2 separate regions of the Manis pentadactyla genome follow, and region 1 is linked to region 2. A link is a contact called in public Hi-C data. All regions are on one chromosome and are shown on one strand. Each heading gives the region's core, a stretch centred on a gene start, on an enhancer-like site or on the middle of the called end of the contact. The rest is flanking DNA. Distances are from core to core; before and after follow the strand shown.

Evidence for each region. A called contact is a pair of places that touch in the nucleus more often than the background predicts.
Region 1: a contact with region 2 is called in a Hi-C map of fibroblasts, with 4 times the contacts expected there. The contact joins the promoter of XRCC4 here to the promoter of VCAN in region 2. A contact is called at or near these places in 2 of 3 Hi-C or Micro-C datasets (fibroblasts and skin fibroblasts).

The regions. Positions count from the first base shown.
Region 1 is chr2:77,041,363-77,044,792 of mManPen7.hap1, reverse strand. It overlaps XRCC4 (X-ray repair cross complementing 4), which reads left to right and starts at 1,683. Exons shown (of 8, transcript XM_036914214.2): 1 at 1,683-1,814. It overlaps TMEM167A (transmembrane protein 167A), which reads right to left and starts at 1,634. Exons shown (of 4, transcript XM_036914216.2): 1 at 1,522-1,634. The coding sequence starts at 1,524.
Region 2 is chr2:76,692,884-76,696,341 of mManPen7.hap1, reverse strand. VCAN (versican) reads left to right here and starts at 1,283. Exons shown (of 14, transcript XM_036914220.2): 1 at 1,283-1,865.

The DNA of each region.
Region 1 (3,430 bases), core at 434-2,933, 350 kb before region 2:
TTAACAGTCTGTCATAGAGGGAGTGCTAATAAATGAAAGCTTATTATTGTAACTTTTGAAAAAAACAAGTATAGCCAGACAGTTTAAATACTGATCTTAAACATGGTACCCATTTTGCTGTTAGCTAGCACCTAAGGCAGTGAGATCATCAAAAGAATCTACCTTTGACTTGTACTATGAGTACAATTAAGTTCAACTTCTAGTAAGTTATACAAGAATTAAAAGAGTAACAATCTCTCTACTTTTTTTAAACTGAAAGAGGAAAAATTTTCTAAGTTGTAAAATGGCTAAGGACACCCTTTAAGGGTAAGTGGATCCATCCTGTCACTTGGTGGATGGGGAGAGAAGCTGGAGAGTATTCTTGGCTAAGGAACATTAACCTGCTGTCTTCTAAGCTGTAAACTTCTCCAGGGACAGACTGTGACTTATGTCCAAGCTATAATCAAAGCAGCTGGCATAAAGCAAGCAACAATTAATGAGTTCTGGATTAAATGTCTAAAGGTATTGTGTGCTGCATAGGATTCTGCACAAACTTCTAGGAACACAAGTTCAACTTTTCATGACCGAATAGCTTTTTGGGGATCACAGTTGCTTTTGATACTATAATAAAAAGGAATGCACCCTTTCCCAAGGAAAACGCTTAAAAATGCAACTTCTGGCACGTGGACTTCATAAACTCACCATGAAGACCTGGTGTACAGTCCGTTGGCCTTTACCCTAATACAGGCAAAATGTCCTCAGATCTCTTACTGACTGCTAGGCTACATCTGTTGTATAGCCATGCTGGCTTTACCTCTTATTCTTTACCATGGAGAATTAAGCATTTCTTTTGTTAACTTTTATGACTTATTTCAAGCTTTTCTAACAAGCCCAAACTACCAAAGAAATCTGGAGTAAGACGCAGGCCCTTAATAACGTGTGGGGAGGAGAGGAGAGCCAGAAGCCAGACACCACTCCAAGTACAAAGCCCCAACCTTTAAAGATAATTGCAATTATAAAAATCCATAATTTGTAAGCGAGCATCTTTAAAGTTCAGAGAATGCAGTAAGAGAGGCCTGAAATACCACTAATTCAAGAGGTGAAAATTAAGGCGTAGAGTTTGGGTTCTGACAATAATTTACACACTTGGTCAGGCCCGTAGTGATAAGGACACGCAAAGTAACGAGCGCAAACTCATCAAACTCTAATGCCTCAAAGGTCAATGACTATAAGTGTCTACGTAACCGCCGAGTAAAGCAAAACCAGCGGATTTCTTCGCAACCAGTCAGGAGCGTGGCGAGGGAAGGGCTGGGCTCCACGACCCCCGGGTCTCTCTGGAGAGCTCGGCTGTGGCTCTCCCAGGTGTGCGTGCAGGGGCCACATGGCTCCGAACCTGCGCATCCTCCGAGCCCGGGAGAATCAAGTTAGTGACAGTGCTCCAAAGCCCGAGCACCCAGGACCGCCGCCCAACCCTTCAGCCCTAGTTTGGGCCCACAGCCCCTTCGCAATGATCGGCCCCCACCCCACAGCCCAGGTTCTTACCATAGTGAGGCCGGAGGAGCCCCAGCCACATCACCCTTCCGGGCCCAGGGCGGAAGAGGCGTGCACACCCCGCCTGCTCTTCTTGCTCCCTCCCGTCGTCTGGTTGGGCCAATCAGGGCACCGCCTCCTGAGCTGCGCTACTCAGACTCTAGGATAGGCATCCCTCTACCGGAAAAGGCGGGATTCAAGCACGTCGGCGGCCCTGCGAGAGCAGGTGGTACTCTCATTGGCTGCAGGACGTCCGTGTGTGGGCGCGGCCTTTCGGAGGAGACCGGAAGTGGAGTCACTGAGAGGTAGGGTCCGGAAGTCGGGGCTGTCTCTTTAAGTAATATAGTAATCTGTAGTCCTTTTCTTTTTCTCTTTCTGTTTTTCTTTCTTTCTTTCTTTTTTAGTTACCAGTTTTTTCCTGCTAGCCGTCCTCAGTGCGAGACTTTTTCCTGGCTCGTTTCCCCCTCTATGTGTAAGCACCTGGGTCGTCCGTTTGTGGGCTCTCGGGACGCCGGGTTCACTGGCCCAATGCACAGGGCGTGCACCTGCTGGGCCCCGTGTGCGGTTTTTCCCTTTGTCCCTGCAGGATTCTTTGGAATGCAAAGAGCTTTTGAAATTCTTTGTAATGGTTGTGGAATTAGGAGGGCTCGTGTATACGGAGAGTTGTGTTGATTAGCTTGTTGGATCATTTCTTTTAATACTATCCTGATTTCTTTCCCAGTCCCCAGCTTTTTGTAAACTGTCGGTGGGTTTCATCTGGGGTTGAAAAGTACTAGCCTCTTTGGGGTCAGGAAAGAACTTTCTGTGGTAACAAATGGAAAGGAACTGCACTATCCTGAGTTCAGTAGTTGATAGATCCTCTAGAGCAGTGATCCACCAGCAAGACAGATCGGATGCCAACTTTCTTTTAATCAATACGCTTATTATTTAGCTTTTTCTACTTTTAATAACCCTGTTAGATGAGGCTCTAACACGGCCCCCCGTCCCCGCCCCTTCTTTGTCTAAGCATATTCTAGATGGAGAAACAGGTTTGGGCGTGTTCGGTTTGCATAGTTCTTGAGGACTCAAAAGGTTTTTAACTAAATTGGTATTGCTTTTTAACCACCAGACCACTTTCTCCTCTTTTTCTCTCTTTACTAGTATCTAATATTGATAGTGTTGATGGTTTCCTTTTATGATTTCCCTTTTTTTCATTCACTAATATTCACTTGTAGAAGAAAATACTTTTACTTAACTGTTTATTTTCTCTGGGCTTCTGCTAGCCTTCCATACTCTGAGCTTGAGGTTCTTGGTGTTCTAGTGTTTGTGTTGGCCCTTTTTTGTTTCCTCTTTTTTGTTCTCTTTCCCCAGGCCTTCTAACTTTTAAGACCCATGAAAGTTGTTAGACTTTCATATTATTCTTTTACCTTAAGAAATGCTTCTCTTAACCTTTCTCCACATCTAACCCTATTTATTTGCTCTTTGGAATATAAATTCTCTCAGTTTTTTTTGTAAGAGGCAAGGTTAAAGAAAGCAGGGGGACCTATTAATGTAACCCAAGCAAGAAATGTCTTAGTGTTCCTAAGACATCGCAGTTCCTCTTTTTCTATTCTCTTGAGATCACTCCAACATGGCTATTGCTCTCCTTCTCTCCCGAAATGCTCCTGTCAGTATTGCTAGTGTTGATCATTCTCCATTATTAACGTGTTTGAGCTATCAGTAACCCTTGAACCAGTTGATTACTACTCCCTTCTCCATGATGTATTTCCCTCCCGTGATTTCCAGGACACCACACTCTCTTGGTTTTCCTTTTATTTCATTGGTTGGACCTTCTCAGTCTTCTTTATGTTCTTCCTGATCGCTTATTGTTGAAGTGTTCTAGGGTTTAATATTTGGTTTTCTGATTTTCCTCTTTCTACACTTCATTTTGATGATAACGGTA
Region 2 (3,458 bases), core at 34-2,533:
AATCCTGCAGTTAATACTTATGCCATTCACTGTAGTGAGATGATAAATTACATAAATAAAAAAAAGAAATGGAAGGTGCACATTTTGAGAGCTAAAATATTCTGGACAAAACTTCTATCCATTTGTCACCTAAAATATATGACCATGCAGAATGCATACAACACAAAAGAAACATAACAAATGGGGATGCACAAGAGTCTAAGCTATTCTGAGTTTTAAAGTATGAGCTTAAGCCAACCTACTCAAAGAAACAGAGTGAAAATGGACTTTCTCCTTTGACCATCACTGTTGTGAGGTGTTGTGTTTAATGTAATTTTTTAAGTAGAAACTTCAGAGAGATTTATGAGGATACTTGCATATTTGTGTAGTAATAGTAGTTTACTATCTATTCTAGTATCCAGAGCGTTAAACTGATGTGCACCTTGGACTTATTTTGTTCCCATTGTATAAACTCATACTTGACATCAAAGAAAAGGAAAATACAAAGTCCCTCTTTTCTAAGGGGCAGAAATCCTTTGTGTCAACTGGTTGACCCTTTGCTCTGTTAAGTCCTATTGGAAATCTTCTGTAACACAATGCAGGGTGTTCTTCCATGGGCTGATGTTGTTTACATAGTCCGGTGGGCCTGGCTGAAAAAGAAAATCACATAAACTCATGAAAGATTATGGTCCCATTTCCTGACCACAAGGTGATTGATAGGTCCAAGGAGTCTCTGTTAGCTAGAAAAATTAAGTAGTCTACCATGAGGGACACTTCGAGAGACTGAGAGAAAGGACGAGCGAAGAAAGCAGACTGTGGACTTAGGTTTGTGGCAGCGGAAAAGGATCTGTTTAAATCCGACAAGAGATTTGCTTCGGGGAATTTCCTGTCCAGCCCTTCATTACCCGGGTCTTTGTAGATTGCGCAATGACGTTGGGCTCCCCATTGAGCAGTTCCCGGGAAAGGCAGTGGGGAATTTTTACACTTTCCCTCCAGATCTCAGAAGGATCTCGTTTTCTCAGTGTCTCTTTCAGGTTGGCAGAAGCCGCGAGTCTGACACTTCCTTCAGATGGGACAGGCAGGCTCTGGGGCCGTGTAAAAACACTATAACCAAGTTCTTCACAGATTTTACCGAGTTTAGTTTGCTCCCAAGAAGAATCGCGGGTCCCCAGTTGTCTAGTGCTGGCCTGCCCCACAAGAGCCTGGGGGCTCCTTTCCCCTAACAGAACAGGGGGCGGGGAAGTGGGGGTGGGGGCTAGTGGGAGGGCAGCGGGTTCCGTGAGCCAGCGCGATGCTACTCAGGGAGTCGCTGAATGGGAGCGCTGCTGTCCCCAAGCCGATTGGTACTTCTTGTCAGGAAGAAACGCCGAGAGGTGGGAGTGCCTGGGGAAGGAGGCAGGCGGTCCCTACCGCAGGCGCTGGAGCTGCCTTTCCGCCCCTCTGCCTGCTTTCCAAGCCTGGGCGCTTAGGAGTGGCTGAAGCTGTGGAGCGCTTCAGGAGCCTGTGAATGAACCCTCCTCCTCCTCTTCCTCCTCCTCCTCCTCGCTGAGTCTCCTCCTCGGTGCTGACGGTACAGTGATATAATGATGATGGGTGTCACAACCCGCATTTGAACTTGCAGGCGAGCTGCCCCGAGCCTTTCTGGGGAAGAACTCTAGGCAGGAGGGCGCAACAGCCACGGACAGTAGGTGCTGTGGACAGGCACTGGGACCGGGATCTGCGGCCAGCCCCGCATCCTCCCGCATCCTCCAGCAGCGTCCTGCACCCTCCGCACCCTTCCCCAGGCCACCGCTCTTCCTATGTGATCCGCCCCGGCAACGCCGAGCCCATTCGCGCAGCGCTGCGGTGAATTTTTCCCCCCAAACTGCAATAAGCCGCCTTTCAAGGTAATCACGTTTCTTTTGTTCCCCCTTAAAAAAAAAACTTGTTAAAAAAAAAAGCGATCTTAAAAAAAAGAAGTACACGGTAATTGGTAGAAGGTTTTAATTAAGGCAAAGAGAACTAGCTGTAAGGCGAAGTTAAAAAATATATGCACTTTTAAAAATGCAGGTAACTTTCAGATGGACATTTGGAGAGAGGAATACAGAGGGACCGTGATGCTGAAAAAGATCCAGACAAAAGAAGCCCAGGGTGGGGTGGGGGTAGAAGGACTAACGGAATTGGGGGAAGGGAAGGAAAGGAATTGTGGAGAACCCCCAGAAAAGTCCCGGGGTCTTGAGTTGGAGAGAAGCGAGGCACCCTGGCACCTTGATCTTTTTTTGATAATCTGCTCGGGGCAAAAGTTTGAATGGGGACTCCTGCGACTTGCCCGGGTACAAGCCCCCGCAGCCGCCTTGGTGCAGGCCACCTGGTTCCAGGCCCTGGTGTGCGGTCAGTGCCCGGTGTTCCTGGAAGGCTGTTCCCCGGCAGCTCCTGACAGGGCGATTCTGCGCCCCAGCAGCCCGGAACCTGCGCAGACCTGACCCCTTCAGCCCGCCAGCAGTCTGGGAGGAGGTTCGACCGGGGGAGGTCCAGGGTCCCAGGGCCGCGTCTCTTTGGCTACTTGGGGGCTGTCAAGCCTCTCTCCAGTGCCCCTGGGTTCTTTTGTCCTGCGCGTGGTGTACGGGGGCCGATCAGGAGCGAGGAGGGGATGGGGGGTGGGGTTGTTGGAGCGCCGCGGAGGTCCGGTAGGCGCCTGGGCGGGAAAAGCTTGCCCCGAACAAGCAGGGATGTGCAAGAATTTTCTCTCACCATGAAGAGCAAAGTGGAGGATTTCGCTCCCGTCTGAACCTGCAAACCAGTGTGCAGAGAGCTCCGCAGACAAAGGTGGCTCAGGGACCCGAATCTGGGGCTTCTACGACCAACCCTCCTGCCCTGACTGCATCTGTCCTTTTCCTTCTAACTCCCCACCCTCTACTTGCTCTCGGCCCTAGTTGTGCAACTTTACTGGCGGGTCGACGGTGGCCGAGAGCGTGTGCTGGGAGCCCCGGGGGACGTTCTCGGCTGGAGCTTACCACTGCCTTGCAGAGGCGTGGGCTCCTGCAGCCAACATCCCTGGTGCGTGCGTGCTGGGGGGCATCAGAATTGTCCCTGTTCGCTGTGTCACTGGGCGTTTAGCGGTCAGTATGTAAGGCAGCAGAGACCGAGGTATAAAATTAAAGTCATAGTTTAAACTATTTGTTCTCGGATCCAGCTGCGCTCCAGCAAGTCCTGCATGTCCCGGGGTGATGCTGCGGGAGGCAGGAGAAATCTGTGCAGCTTCTGGAGAGCTGTCCCGATGTGCGCACACCCACAAGCGGAAAGACAGTCTCGCTACGTCCCATTTCTCATCTTTGTCTCTTCTTCTCTGTCTCCATCTTCACAGCGTCCCTTCCCCTCTCCCAGCCTCTGCTCCAGCTCTCTCGCTCCTGCGTCCCCTCCCCCACAGCTGACAAATGAATGGCTAGTGTGAAATCCCTGCCTCCCCTGTCCGCCCAGGCAGCATAGGAGGGAGGAGCGAG